Regions from separate parts of the Gossypium arboreum genome. Here region 2 is linked to region 1. A link is a contact called in public Hi-C data. All regions are on one chromosome and are shown on one strand. The core of a region is the stretch at or near the end of the contact, and the rest is flanking DNA. Distances in the headings are between cores, read along the strand shown.

What was found. Hi-C and Micro-C count contacts between places; a contact is called where the count stands out from the background.
Region 2: a contact with region 1 is called in a Hi-C map of leaf, with 5 times the contacts expected there. The contact joins the promoter of LOC108480188 here to the promoter of LOC108482005 in region 1. A contact is called at or near these places in 3 of 5 Hi-C or Micro-C datasets (all in leaf).

The regions. Positions count from the first base shown.
Region 1 is chr1:77,158,763-77,162,523 of ASM2569848v2, reverse strand. It overlaps LOC108482005 (protein MIZU-KUSSEI 1-like), which reads left to right and starts at 2,228. Exons shown (of 1, transcript XM_017785110.2): 1 at 2,228-3,761. The coding sequence starts at 3,370.
Region 2 is chr1:77,346,925-77,350,218 of ASM2569848v2, reverse strand. It overlaps LOC108480188, which reads left to right and starts at 1,897. Exons shown (of 10, transcript XM_017783090.2): 1 at 1,897-2,797; 2 at 2,922-3,294. The coding sequence starts at 2,036. It overlaps LOC108483116 (a long non-coding RNA gene), which reads right to left and starts at 290. Exons shown (of 5, transcript XR_008283524.1): 1 at 51-290.

The DNA of each region.
Region 1 (3,761 bases), core at 979-3,478:
ATTCTTTAATGCAGTTCTGGCAGCTGTATGTTTTGTTTAAAAGTCAACCGCGTTTTGTTCTCTGACAAAAAAGACTATGTTCTTGGTGTCATACACTTCACCGTCATAAATAAAAAATAGTATTAATTCATCCACTCATTTTCAATAAAATAACATGCTCCACATGTTCAAAATAAGAACATTATGAAGAAAAATAATGTTGTAATTAAATATGAACAACAAAAATTGATCCTTACTTTATGCAGATTGCGTGATAGCTCCAAATTATGTCTTATGTGCTAACTTCTCTTCTTCTGATCTTCTTACAATTTTTTTTGCTCGTAAATGTCTTATGCCACTCAATGCTGGAATAGATTGCTTTTATAGACTCGGGGGTGAGCGGCAATTGATTCAGAAAATTTTCCCGGACTAGTGGGGAGTTGAAATTGCTAGAGGGAAAACGCTCTATGTAGGACGCGTTTTCAGTGCACTGTAAAAAAAACATAAAAAGTGCGTCCATCTGGAAGCGGTTTCAGGCTATGTTAGTGGAAACCATATCTAACTTGACGCGCTTTCAGTGCTTTTTTTTATAGTGCATTGAAAATGCATCCTACGTAGAACATTTTCCCTCTAGTAATTTCAACTTCAAACTTTTCCCCACTAAATCATCAGATATCCTAGGATTCTTGGGATATTTTTTCTCACTAGATCTCAATGTTCGAAAATAATGCACTGGACCTATCTGAATGTTCGAAAATAATGCACTGAACCTATCTGAATGTTCGAAAATAATGCACTGGAAATAACGATCAAAACTTAGTTGCATTCAAAAAAATTTGAAAAGAAATAAAAACTAAGATTTAATAAAATCGAGTAGTTCGAGTTTCGATTTTGAATCGAATTGAATTTTTCAATTCTAATAATTCAAATATTATTAACTTTACATACCAAAAAATTATATAAAAATATATATAAAAAACTTAAAAATATAAAAAAATCCAAAAATTTAAACTTAAAAAATATAAAAAAAACTACAAAACCCTAAATTCTAAAATCCACAAAACCCTAACCCTGCTTTAAAAAACTAAACCCTAGCCCTAAAAAACAAACAAAGAAAATGCTTCCAACTGAAAACATTTTCAACTTATGTGGTAGAAAGTGCTTCTAGCTAGAAATGTTTTATTGCAAATACACTGAAAACGCTTCTAGCTGAACACATTTTTCTACTAATCAACTAAAAACACTTTCAGCTAGAAGCGTTTTCGTAAATTTGATCTAGTCCTATAATTTTTTTTAAAAATAACCTAATCTATTTTTTTTTAATTTCAACATTTATAGGAAATTCAACCCTTTTCTTTTTCTTTGCTTCCCTTTCTTTTTCTTTATAATTATTTATTCAAACTTAAGGTTAGTTGAAAGTGATGAATCATGAACTGGCAGTCAACTACATGGAAGAGTCTATTGACTCAATCTAAAAAACTAGTAGAAATTTTGAACGACGATTTTTTTTTATATAATCATAGGTGTTTTCTACTGTTTTATAGCTTAAGCTTAATTCTATTCTAGTTATGATAATATTTAAAAAATCCTTTCAATAATATTAACTTTAAAATTCAAATTTATTCAAATATTAATAGAAAGTTCTAACTATTTGTTGGTAATTTGAACAAAGGAAAAGTTAGTGTATTTAATGTTGATCAATTGAAGTGATATATAGTTATCAAGAATTTGATTGATTGGGTAATTCTTATTTCTTTTCATGGAAACACAGTTAAATAATTGGACAAAGTGTGATTCTGAGCTTGCATGTTTGTTTGCACTTCAAATTCATCAAACTCAATAAGCAAACTCTTTCTAGTATGGAGCCCAGGTGAGCTGTTAAGGCTTTTAAACTCACACGCCAACTATATCATTTTTATGGAATATGATGTAACCCTTCGTCTAATCAGTCTGGTGAGGGCCACTAACCAAACCCAGATTTAAAACATACCAATCTATAATAAATCTTTGGAAATTTTGTTCAAGTGTTATCATTAAGCTAAGACGGGGAGCAATTTTGAGTGGTCCATCTTTAGTTCATCTATTACTTACAGCCAGATTTGATTCATTGTTTTGTTTAGATGAATCCCGGTTTGAAAAGGACCTGTCTTTGTTTTTCACATGGCTGCTGAATCATTAACAGGGCATGTGAGGAGAACTGGAAATTTTACTCTATAAACTACCAGTGATTGATGAGTTTGTTTAGGGTTCAAATTATGAGAAATGTTTTGAGGCAATTGAAAACAACATGATCAAATATTCGAGTTTTTGGTGCTTCCTGAAATGCCTCTATCGAGTGAGACTATGGCCTGTCAGCATTAAAGAAAAGTCGGTCACAAGCATAACCAAAGGTGCTCCTTTTTTCTTTTTTTTTGCTTTGCCCCATTGTCCATGGATGAAACAGTGGAACATGAGCTGAACCTCAATAATTAGTGAGAATTTGTGATGGGTTTTCTTTTTTTTTTTTAGGAAGCATAAAGTAGATATATCAGAGTCCCATGCTATAAACCCAACATTACAAGAGTCCTTTCTTTCCTCCTTTTGAGAGTGTTTTTCTCAACACAAGATGTGATCCGACCTCCTTTTATCTTATCCTTTTCACCATCCTCTCTTCACCCTAATTATTTACTATAATTTTGTAGGCATAAGCATATGAGGGTGAAACACAATTATCTTTTTATTTAAAAATTGATGAGTAAACGTGAGTAACTCTAAATATTAAATATTACAATATTAACAACAGAAGTATAAAGATTGAATTTGTAAGAAAGAATTAGTGAATTATGATATCCTATAAATAGAAACTAGGATCCACTATGAATTTGAGAATATTAAATCTAACTTTGTTTTTTGTTGATGTAATTTCATTGATTAAGAAGTGTTTGTTGGTGGAAGGTATTGAATGGTTGCTTCTACTAATATTTGTTAAATGATTCAACAGTATGAAAGATCACTTAACTACCAAGCTTAAGTTTGTATCTCTTTTTTTACAATAACACACTTGCAACAACTTTAGTGTTTTCACAATTGAAAATATACACAATATAATAAAAATAAATAAATCAAATTAGATTATAACTGAATAATAAATTCATATTAAAATTAAATAACCTTGATTGAAATGTAAAGTTGTTTAAATTTTATCATATATATTTCTAAATTATAAATAAAAGTAACGTCTCTTTCAGGCTTTCTTCGTCTTCTCTTCCCCACCAAAGATTCCAAGGATAATGAAAACCAAGTAGACCTCCCCTTGGTCCCCATTTTCTCCCTCTATATTAATTTTATCTTTGTAAATCTACTCACAATAGCCCCCTCCCTTGAATTGAATACTTGAAAAAAAGTCCAACGATGCCACCCATTCACTCCAGTCCATATTTCCAAATGGATAATCCGGCAATACTGTCTTTGCTCCGGCCAACTCCCGGCGAAAAGCACCGCAAACCCACCAGTAGTAGTGGCGGTCTCTTGCGCATGTTCAAGCTTTTCCCCATGCTAACCTCCGGGTGCAAGATGGTAGCACTATTGGGTCGACCCCGGAAGCCAATGCTTAAAGATAGTGCTACAACGGGTACAATTTTCGGGTATCGTAAAGGCCGAGTTTGCTTAGCCATACAAGACGATCCCCACAGCGTGCCCATATTCGTGATTGAACTACCAATGCTAACCAGCTTACTTCAAAAGGAAATGGCGTCTGAGATTGTGAGAATAGCGTTGGAGAGTGAAACCAAGACGCATAAGAA
Region 2 (3,294 bases), core at 648-3,147, 190 kb before region 1:
GTGCCCATCAGATTGCAAAAGAAGCTTTAGAGAGCGGAGTCACCTCTTACCTGGTACAAGGAGAACCGAATTTGCACGACTCGCCTTCGGAAGGTCGTTGGGCAAGAGATCCAGACTAGAAGACGATGATGAGGAATGGAAGAGTTATGAAGATAGCAATGAATGTTTATTTTTTGGGCAAGGCTATCGACTGAAAGGCTGGATAAGACTGAAATAACGATTCGTATAGTAATGTGGAGTACAACTGTTGTTGAAATGACTGGGGTAGAGTAGGCTGCTTTTTCTAGATTCATCTATTAGGTTGTCGGTTTATATTTCTTTAGCTGTTTCATTTTTGTTTTTAGGAAACTTGCCTGTTCGGCTTTGCTCCGGATAGGGCTTTTATTTTCTTTGTTTCTTAGGCAGGTCTGTGGCCCATTTTTTCTGTTCATTATATATATAAAAGCCCAGTCGTCTCTATTTCAAAATATATATATATATATATATAGTTGTATACTTGTAGTGTCTTTGGTGGATTCTTATGCTTTTTCTTTTAATGTGTTGATTTTTTATTTTCTCAAATTTTCTTAAAGCAGAATTGCAAAATTTGTCCCTAAGTTTTTTCTTTTCTTTTTCATTGTTATTTAATTTTTTTCTTTTTCTGAATGTCGCCCACATTATTGAAATTTTTGTCAAAAAAATTCAATTTTAATTAACAACTTTGTTAACTAGCATGACATCTTATTTGATGATTTTACTAATGCCATTACTGATGTAATGTGACACCTCATTTGATAACTTTATTGATGCGGCATGACATATCATTTATCATATAGTATTTTGGATTAAAATTATAAAAATTAAGTATTTAAAATTTTATAAAAATATAAAAAATTATAAAAAAATGTAAATAATTTATTGAAAAATTTGAGTCAAAACGTGATATTCTTTATGCATTGATCATCATTGATAACAATGGGTCCCCTCAATTGATTAAGAATGCATAGGAGGCGATGCCAGAGGCCACACTTTAATTATGGAATTGAGTTTGTTTGATGGGTCTTGAGGCAGTTCATGCTCCAGTGCCATTGATAGTTAAGGATGCAAGTGTAGGGATCGTGGAGGATGTATGACAATGTTGATGCAAATTGCAAGGCGTGAAGAGCGAGATAGTTTAGTAGATGTATCGTTTTTCTATTAGAATTGGTGTGTATTGATAACGTTATATTTCAATGTATTATTTTAAATTTATCAATATTTTTTAAAAAATATTTAATATATATATAAATATTTACAAATATCAAATGATTATATTAAATAAATTTTAATATAAAATATTCATGCACCAATCGGTACATAATGTTTCAGGAAAAGTTTGTATTATTCATTAATATAATGATAAAAATTATAAATTTTATATTATTTAATATTATTCATGTATAAGTAAGTGGAACGGTACATATTGATATAATGGTTGGAACCGACTACATTAGTAAAGAAAGTAAAAAAGTGATGCGGGAACCAAGTGAAGTTAGGGTTTTAGGTGATTTGTTGGATGACAAGATTAGAATTAATGAAAGAGTAAGGAAAAACACGGTGGCAATTTTGTTGAACATAGTTAATGATACGACAAGAAAAGGGACGAAAGAAGTGAAAAAAAGAGAGCTGGATTACTTATTTGAGTAATTTTAGACCCAAGTCAAGTTAATTTTGAGTTGGATTGAAAATAAATTCAGGTTGAAATCATATCGACTTCAGGTGAATTTGAGTTTTGTTGATAAAATCAAGTTAAATTGAGTTTAAATTCATCATATCGGATTTTTGATTTGTTTGTAGAGAGTATTAAACCCATTTTAATTAGGCCCAAGGTTTAAAATTGAAAGGCCTGGTATTGGAAGGGACAAAAAGGTTGGCATATGCGGCTAGAAAATTCCATTTTTATAGACCGTCCTTACCATCTATATATATAAACAACCATTTTCCTCCCGCCATCCTCTTGAACAGCGGCTTCAACGGAATTTCCCAATCTTTTCCTTTATTTTTTCGAATTAAAATTATGCTTCGTTACTGCTTAAGATCTCGTCGGCGTTGCTATCTTCATTATACGCGACGGTTTTCCTCCTTTTCTCCCAACTCCGTTGAATCCCCTAACAATCTCAAAAACCGGCAACCCGTCCCTTCCCAATCACCGCCGCCGCAAAATTTTCAAACTCAGCTTTCAACTCGCCCTTCTGCAACGGTTTCTCTTTCTCGAAATTCCGTTTTGGCCCTCTCCGCCACTCTCCTCTCCGCTATCGTTGCTTCCGTCGCTGTTTTATCTGCCAATAAAGGCAATGAAGCCTCCGGCGGTAACGGTAACCCTAGCCCTAGGAGAAGTCCTCTTTACGACTCAATCGAGCACACGATGCAAAAATCGAACGAGTCCTTCAGGAGGATCGTCCACCAAGCCAAACAAACCAGCGTTGCCGCCTCTGTTTTGTGGCAATCGTTGAGGTCGGTGATGTCATCCGCAAACCACGAAGTTCGGGCTGGGTTCGAGCTACGCGTGGCGTCTTTGCTTGCGGACATTGCCGCTGCCAATGCGAGCCGCAGAGCGGCGATTGTGAACGCTAGTGGCGGCGCGGTAGTTGATTGGCTCCTGGAGACGGTAGCAGTGGGCAAAGCAGATGTTTGCGGCAGTCAGGCTGAGGCGGCGAGGGCATTGGCTTACTTAATTGCGGATCCCGACGTGCGCAAAGACGTGCTTGGAAGACCAGGCGCCGTTTCCTATCTGTTGAGGTTCATTTTTTCATGTCAACCTCAAAATAAATCTAAAAGGGTACGTGTTTATTTCTTTTTGTTATATACTGATTATGAAAATGTAACTTTTTTGCACCCTAATCTTGTTGGTGCTTCTAAGTTTTTTGTTTTACCATTGATAAATAGCTTTTGTGTGGGAGCAGCATTCGGGTCGTAGTTCATTCGATATTTCTGATTCTTTGAAAGGTAGAAGTATGCTTGTGGCTGCTATAATGGATATTGTTACATCCAATTGTGAGTGTGTAGAAAAGGAATCTTTTAAGCCTTGGCTACCGGGAAATGCAGAAATGAGAGATATTGCTGCAGCTGTTCAAGTTATTGAAGAAGGTGACATGCATTTAGACGAGGGAGAGAGAAATGATGATGATGATGATGGTGGAAGAGGGATGAAAGGGATTGGAATTAAAATTCTTGAAGGGACGACTGCTATAGGGCTGTCGAGAACATCTGAGCATATGACATTAGATCATTCAAATGATACCCCTTCAGAATTAGATAGGGATACTCCGAGAACAC